Regions from separate parts of the Zea mays genome. Here region 2 is linked to region 1. Evidence: chromatin contacts called from public Hi-C data. All regions are on one chromosome and are shown on one strand. The core of a region is the stretch at or near the end of the contact, and the rest is flanking DNA. Distances in the headings are between cores, read along the strand shown.

Region 1 (3,854 bases), core at 837-3,336:
GGAGCGGTGAAGTGACGGCGGTCGCTTCGGCTCTGTCAGCTGAGGGGCACGCGTCAGGATAAAGGTGTCAGGCCACCTTTACATTAAATGCTCCTGCGATTTGGTCGGGGTTGCTTCTTGGCGAAGACAGGGCCTCGGGCGAGCCGGAGATCCTTCGGGGTCGGCTGCCCTTGTCCGAGGCTAGGCCTGGGCGAGGCGTGATCGAGTCCTTCGAATGGGCTGATCCCTGACTTGATCGCACCCATCAGGCCTTTGCAGCTTTATGCTGATGGGGGTTACCAGCTGAGAATTAGGAGCCTTGAGAGTACCCCTAATTATGGTCCCCGACAAGCCTCAAAATAACTTATTTTATATCTACTTATGTAGCCACCGTTCCTCGCGTACAGTCAATCAAACAGACGCTAATCCAAAGTTAATGCCCACGGTAATTTAGGATGGAACGGTGCGGGTAACCAATCAGATAAAATATGGTCATATCTAGGGGTATTTTATTACCGAAGCTTAGTACTGACAGAACCCAACTAACTAAGAGGCAGCAGCGATCCTTTCTTTATTCGCCGTCCCAAACCAGCAAACTACGCTGCGCAGCACAGAGAGCAGAGAGGTAGTAGATAGCAGGCGCCAGGCAAGTCGGAGAGGCGGCGCACTAGCGCCGGACCGTGAAGTCCCCACCACCGCCAGCCCAGTACGGCAGCGTCACACGAACGGCGCCTCCTTGCCTAGCGCGAAGAAAGCGCCGGTGGGGCCGCCTTCCGGGAGCAGCGCCACCTTGACGACGTTGGCCGCGCCCTGCGCGGGCGTCAGCAGGCCCGTCTGCCTGGTCATGTCGGTCTTGACGTAGCCCGGGTGCGCGCAGTTGACGCGCAGCTCGGGGTGCCGCCTCGCCAGGACCCTCGAGTAGGAGTTCAGGGCGGCCTTGGCCACCTTGTACGCGGCGAACTCCGTCGGCCAGCCGCGGGACTTCAGCGCGCCGGCCTCGAAGTCCCGGAGGAACGTGCTCAGCAGCTCGTCCAGCCTCTCCTCCGTCAGGCCCTCAATGTCGTCCAGCTCATGCTTCACCTCCTCATTCCTGAGATACTGCATTCTTTGTTTCAGATCCAGCAGCAGCAGCTGCTGGCGTTGGTCGAAGGAAAGGAACGGAATCTGAAACGGTATGATCAGATACCGGAACAGCTTACTTACGCGTAGCAGCCCGAAGTCGGAGGAGACGTTGACGACCCTTCCTCCGCCGGAGGAGGAGGCCTGCAGGAGCAGGGGCAGCAGCGCCTCGGTCACGTTCTTCACCCCGTAGTAGTTCGTCTGGACGCCTGCCTTCGCGGTGTCGTTTGTCTCCCGGCAGCTCTTCCGCATCAGCTCCGCCATCTGAAACGCGTCCATGCCCTTGATCTGTTCCATTATTCCACGCGCACGGCGCACCACCATGTAAACCGTTTCATCAGAGCGTGGCTTAGGATAGGATCTGAAAAAAAAATCTGAGCATGCATGCATAATTTCGATCGGGGGACATGTGACCTCACCTTTTCGCCAACATTTTCAACGGGAAGTGACTGAACCCCACCGATAGCGGCATTGTTTACCTAGTAAGACACAGTGGCTCTCCTTCATCAGCCACAGTCACAGCCACCTACACCACCGAACCTTTCACAGATTCAAAATTAAGGGGACTCACCAGGATGTCTAGCTTCCCAAACCACGCCTTCAGGAAACCGGCCAATCTAGCAATGCTCTGGGCGTCGGTGACCTCCAGCTGATGGAAAACGACGCCGGAGAGGCCCGCGTCCGCGAGCTCCTCTACGGCGGCGGCGCCCCGCTTCTCGTCTCTGGCTGTTAGGACGACGGTGATGCCGTTGCTGGCCAGCTGCCTGCACACCTCCAGCCCGATCCCTTTGTTCCCGCCGGTGACAACGGCGACCCTACCAGAGTAGAGATCACACACGCCGGCCAACCAGTTTCAACTCGTGTACAGATTACACGCCAGAGCGTCGGATGACACGTACCTTGCGCTGTGGGGACTAGGGGTAGCGGCCGCCATGAGCCTAGCTGCCTGTGCACACCGCGCGCTGGAGCAAGGGGATGGGGACGACAGGATCACAAGAATGGGGACGACAGGTCAGGTTATTTATGTTGACCAGCGATGTGTGGTTGGTGGTTGTTAGCAGAGTACTACGTTCCATGGATATTTCACCAGCACATAGTAATGCCTTGTTGGAGAAGCAACTTTAAATTGAGGCCACTTTATACTTAACGCCACCTGTCATAGGACAAAATTTTATTTTCCTTATCTCATCTTCCTCATCTCTGTCGTCCCTATCGCCTCTCCACCGCTGAGGACTCAGAGCATGTAAAACTGGTGTCTTAAACTGTGTCTTCAGGGCATGTAAAATAGGTGTCTTAAGCTATGTCTTCGAATGTATTTAAAGAGGGTAATATAAAAAAACTCAAGACATATATCTTGACAAACACACTTTGTCTTGGTTCTATGCTCGAGATAGGAAGAATAGCTGATTGGTAATTTAATTTATTGATTACTCTGATTAATATAATAGATATAGTAAAACACAGATTTGAGACACTGATTTATACATGGGTCGCGCCTGGTCTAACGGGACACAGTCGCTTGTCCTTGTCCACCGCACCGGGCTCCTCCATCGGCCTCTGCCGGCGTCGGACTTCACTGGCTAGCACCGTGACAGAGCGCGGGTGCCGTCACCGAGAGCGAGGCGGTTCCTCCTCGCCTTCTCGTCCTCCAGCGCACGGGGATGGTGAGACCCACGGGATCGAGAGGAAACTAGACGCAGTTCGATTTTTTTTGGGAGTCTGAGACAGCTCTATCCGCTTCATGTTTATCGAAATCAGATTCAGATTTTAATTTCTTTGGCTTCCATCTCTAGTCAATAATAGATCTGTTCAACCAAATCCGTAAAAAAAGGTGGAGATTTTAAGTTAAGTGGGATGAAGATGTGAATGTGAAGTTGTGTTAGAAGAATCTCGCCACCAAACGTGCCATTGAACTTTTGTGCCCACAACCATGAATGTGCTGCCGGCATCCAATGAACGGTGGAAATAACTGAAGACGCAACGACACGGAGACTGAGCAATTACTACGGTCCAGGCCAAGGACGCACGCAATGACGTAGATCGGTAGATGACGGCAATTTTCTCCAGCGGCGACGACCATACAATCGTACTTTTACTTGAATACAGACACACAGTAGAGTTCACGAATTCTTATCTGACGTGAAGATACATTTTTACCCGAGTATGTTGTGAGTTGTGACAGATACACAATCATATTTTCACTTGCATACAAAAGAGTTCATGAATATGTACTTGACGTGAAGATCCATTCTTGTCCGAGCATGAGCCAAGACTAATTTTACCATTTCATAAAATGAAAACGAGGATTAAATACAACCACCAGGTACCTGTGTACGGCTGGCATCGCCATTGCTCGTGAGCCCATGCATAGCGGCGTCGACCGACGTCGCTGAGACAAGCGCGTGGGTCCCGCATATTCCTCACCGGCGTCGAGATGGGCCTAACCTGCCACTCCAGGCGTTCAACGACACGCGTACAAGGCCTGCATCAGCCGATCGGGAAAAATGGGCCTAACCTTGTGCCAAAAATAATGGTAAAATGACGAAACCTGCTTCTCATAAAAGCATGATTGGTTCACGCGCTCACCATCATCAGGCGCGCGCCATCATAGCCGGTGAGGAACGTCTCTCCCTGGCTTTTCCACGGATGCAGCTAGGGCTGGGCAAAAAACCCGTAACCCGAAACCCGAACCCGAACCCGAAATACCCGAAACCCGAATTTTGTTCAGGAATTTCGGGTAGCAACTTGCAAAACCC
Region 2 (3,854 bases), core at 543-3,042, 320 kb before region 1:
ACTTCAATCTCCTCCTCCGCTCGTCGATGATCCTGCCAGTTAAACTAAAAGTGGATTCTGAAGAGATGGTAGACACAGGAACAGTTAAAATATCTTTAGCCATAATTGACAGTACTGGATAAGTGAGTTTGTGCTGATCCTCACTAATTGACCCCCATAATTGCAGCATCCTCCCGGAGGTCATCCTCATCGTCGTCTCCGGCCAACCCACACAACCGTCGCTCCTCGTTGCAGTCGATCTCAACAGTTTCATCGTCGGAGACGGCCATCGACCCACCTCGGGCTCGGAGTCCCGGTTCCTCAACGGAGTAAGCCGGAGCACCAGAGCTAGGAGAGAGGAGGGGATGACCGGTCCGGCCAACCGGTTCCTCCACGGATTTGAATCCGGAGCACCAGAGCTAGGAGAGACCGGAGCACCAGAAGAAGATAGGTGAGGGAGACCAGAGCTAGGAGAGAGTAGAGGCCGAGAGGGAGACCAGAGCTAGGAGAGAAGAGAGTACAAGTGCCAGTGCCAGTGCCGGACAGTGCCGGAGGGGGAGAAGAAGATAGGTGAGGGAGACAAGAGCTAGGAGAGAGGAGAGGCCGAGAGGGAGACCGGAGCTAGGAGAGAAGAGAGTACAAGTGCCAGTGCCAGTGCCGGACAGTGCCGGAGGGGGAGAAGAAGATAGGTGAGGGAGACAAGAGCTAGGAGAGAGGAGAGGCCGAGAGGGAGACCGGAGCTAGGAGAGAAGAGAGTACAAGTGCCAGTGCCAGTGCCGGACAGTGCCGGAGGGGGAGAAGAAGATAGGTGAGGGAGACAAGAGCTAGGAGAGAGGAGAGGCCGAGAGGGAGACCGGAGCTAGGAGAGAGGAGAGTACCAGTGCCAGTGCCAGTGCCAGTGCCGCCGTACCGGACCCCGGAGTCCCGGTTCCTCAACGGAGCAAGCCGGAGCACCGGGATCTCCGCAGAAGCGCAGATCACACCGGAGGCCGGAGGGGGAGAAGAAGACAGGAGAGAGGAGAGAGATGAGGGAGAACGGAGCACCGGGATCTCCGCAGAAGCGCAGATCGCACCGGTTCACAAACCCTAATAAGCCGGAGCACCGAGATCTCCGCAGATCACACCGGAGGGGGAGAAGAAGACAAGAGATCCGAGCGGGGGTTATGGATCTGAGTTACCCGGTTCACAAATGCGCAGATCCGAGCGGGGGAGAGCCGGAGAGGATCTCCATTCTCCGACGAGCGACGATCGATCCGAGTCCGAGCGGAGGCGCCGAGGCGGAGAGCCGGAGACCGCAGACCGGAGGCGGAGATGGAGACCGGAGCGCTTAGCGGAGGCGGAGGCCGGAGGGAACGAGGGAGAGGGGAGCTCGCCGGACGCCGCCGAATCGCCCGCGGGCCGCGGCTGAGCGAGAGCGAGTTAGGGTTTGAGCGAGAGCGAGAGCGAGTGAGCGAGTGAGCGACTGAGCGGCCGCGGCTGGGGAGTGGGGACTGGGAAGTGGGGGCCGGGGGCGGGTTACACGGCTGGCCGGCTGCTGGGTGGGCCGTGCCGGCGCCGTGCCAGCCCAATTTACCGTGCCGTGCCTGGGCCGACCCTACGGGCCCAAGTGGTGGCCCAGGCACGGCACTAAGAACGGGCCGTGCCCGGCACTGGCACTAAAAGGTCCGTGCCGTGCCGTGCCAGTGCCGTGCTTTTTAGTGCCGTGCCAGTGCCGGCCCGTCGTGTTAGTGCCATTTGGCCAACTATACCCACAGCCCCACGACACCTTTCTGACAGACAGGTCGCACCAGCCGTCCAGGTCCAGCCCGCATTCCTTCCCTCCTCCGCTCCTCCTAGTTCCTACCAACTCCCGTTGTTGCCTACGGCGATTCCAAATTCCCATCTGCCCTCCTGCTGCTCCACTCCACTCCACTCCAGGCTCTTTTCCCTGCTCCTGTGGGCTGTGGCGAGCGCAAACCAGCCTCGCTTCCCAAACCCTAGCTCCTCGCTCTCCCGCCCGCGTGGCCTGCCAGGCAACCACCCCCGGATCAACTCCGTACAGCGTGCCTCCGCCTCCCGGACTCCAGCGGCGGCGGGATGTGGTCTCACTCCAAGGACTTGCTCGAGATCGAGCCCCTCGAGCTCCGATTCCCATGTACGGTTCCTCCGCCGAACATTCCCTCGTGTCGTGTCGTGTCGTAATTAGTTAGTTAAGCGTTTCCTGCACATGCCTGTGTGTGTTGTTTTCTGAAGCGGGATTTGGGCTGTTGCTGGTATGCCTGCTCACAGATTCTCCCGCATATTCCCCCCTATTTTAGAATATAAGAATGTTGAGGGAATTTTGGCCTTGTTGTCGCGTTGATTTCTCGCTCGTTCCTTTTTTTTCCCCCTCATTCTCGCAGTCGAGACAAAGAAGCAGATCTCGTGCTCTATGCAGTTGACAAACCGAACAGATGACTACATCGGCTTTAAGGTAAGCTCGGCATTCTGAATCCCCTCTTTCCCGCCCAGCTAGATTGCTTTGTCAAGGTCATAGAAGTCAGCAACTGCGTGAAACGTTGAGTTACTATTAATGATTTTGAGTCCGACAGGTTAAGACGACGAGCCCGAAGAAGTACTGTGTCCGGCCCAACAGCGGCATCGTGCCACCTCGGTCCACCAGCGATGTCATTGGTAATTCCAACAGACCAACACTCACCTCCTTCCCTCCAAGTTCATTTGACATGGGCGTCCCCAAGATTACTATCATTCAAATGCCTGACGCCCTTTGCAATTTCTCAGTGACAATGCAAGCACAAAAGGAGGCGCCACCGGACATGCAGTGCAAGGACAAGTTTCTTGTGCAAAGTGTCGTTGTGGCGGAAGGGACCTTAGTCAAGGACATCACTGGCGATATGGTAAATGTTGTGATCTCTGTGAAAATTTTCTGCCAGATGTTTTGTTTCCGAAATGCTTGAGGTTGTACCTTGTGCAGTTTACCAAAGAATCAGCTAATGTGGTGGATGAGGTTAAGCTGAAGGTCGTCTACATCCCACCACCCAAACCGCCATCCCCAGTGCATGAGGAATCTGAAGAAGGCTCATCACCCCGACCTTCATTGTCCGATGGAATTAACTTGAATTATCAAGAGGTATGGCCTGCAAATATTATTGCTTGTTTCATTTCCTCCCCCCCCCCCCCTGATTGTTTGCTTTTTAGATGCAGACAACGAGGGAATCTGATGAGTCACTGTTGTTCTCGGTTAGTATCTTAACTTTCATGCACATTTACAGGTTACTTCTCTTTCTCAAACTGATTTAAACTGAATCATTGCGTATTGCTGGTTACAGGCTGTAAAAACTCATATAGATCAAAAGGACTACACCTCCGAGGTGAGCTCCAGTAAAGACAGTCTTAATGTACCCTCTGTGTTTGTTTCAACCAAATCTTGCACTTGAATCTTCCATTTAAATTAATCTCAAAGTGCCCTGGGGGCTGGGGATAAAAACCTGTTTTTTTAAAGTATCAATTGCCTGGTCGGCCACTGCAATAAACAGGACCATTGCTAAGCTGCTGGTGCCTAAAAATCACATATTTGATTATTTGTAAAGAATGTAGCTTTTATCTCCAGAATTTCACAGTTCATGTGCTTTACAATCATAGATGATAAAGGTTTTAGAGCACCACACTTACACAGTTGAAGTTAGGGGTGCTGGTTCAAATGTTAATGAGATATAGATTGACTTGGTAGATTTCTGTGGCATGGTGGCACCTGTCAATGATTTTAGTATATATTATATATCTTCATCAGATTTGTAAAAAAGAGATATTGGCCATGCTTAAGCCTCATCATGTGGTGCGATAGCATTCTATCAATAACCTGTATTGAAACCTGAAACCACTTTACAGCAGATTGA

Evidence for each region. A called contact is a pair of places that touch in the nucleus more often than the background predicts.
Region 2: a contact with region 1 is called in a Hi-C map of ear, with 2.6 times the contacts expected there. The contact joins the promoter of LOC100280363 here to the promoter of LOC100273052 in region 1. A contact is called at or near these places in 4 of 25 Hi-C or Micro-C datasets (bundle sheath, ear, leaf and 1 more).

What each region holds. Positions count from the first base shown.
Region 1 is chr10:135,191,982-135,195,835 of Zm-B73-REFERENCE-NAM-5.0, reverse strand. It overlaps LOC100273052, which reads right to left and starts at 2,086. Exons shown (of 5, transcript NM_001360161.1): 1 at 1,998-2,086; 2 at 1,670-1,913; 3 at 1,518-1,577; 4 at 1,183-1,386; 5 at 470-1,077. The coding sequence starts at 2,032. The coding sequence ends at 697.
Region 2 is chr10:135,511,364-135,515,217 of Zm-B73-REFERENCE-NAM-5.0, reverse strand. LOC100280363 reads left to right here and starts at 1,792. Exons shown (of 9, transcript NM_001153289.1): 1 at 1,792-2,113; 2 at 2,361-2,431; 3 at 2,550-2,631; 4 at 2,740-2,855; 5 at 2,933-3,088; 6 at 3,157-3,198; 7 at 3,288-3,329. The coding sequence starts at 2,056.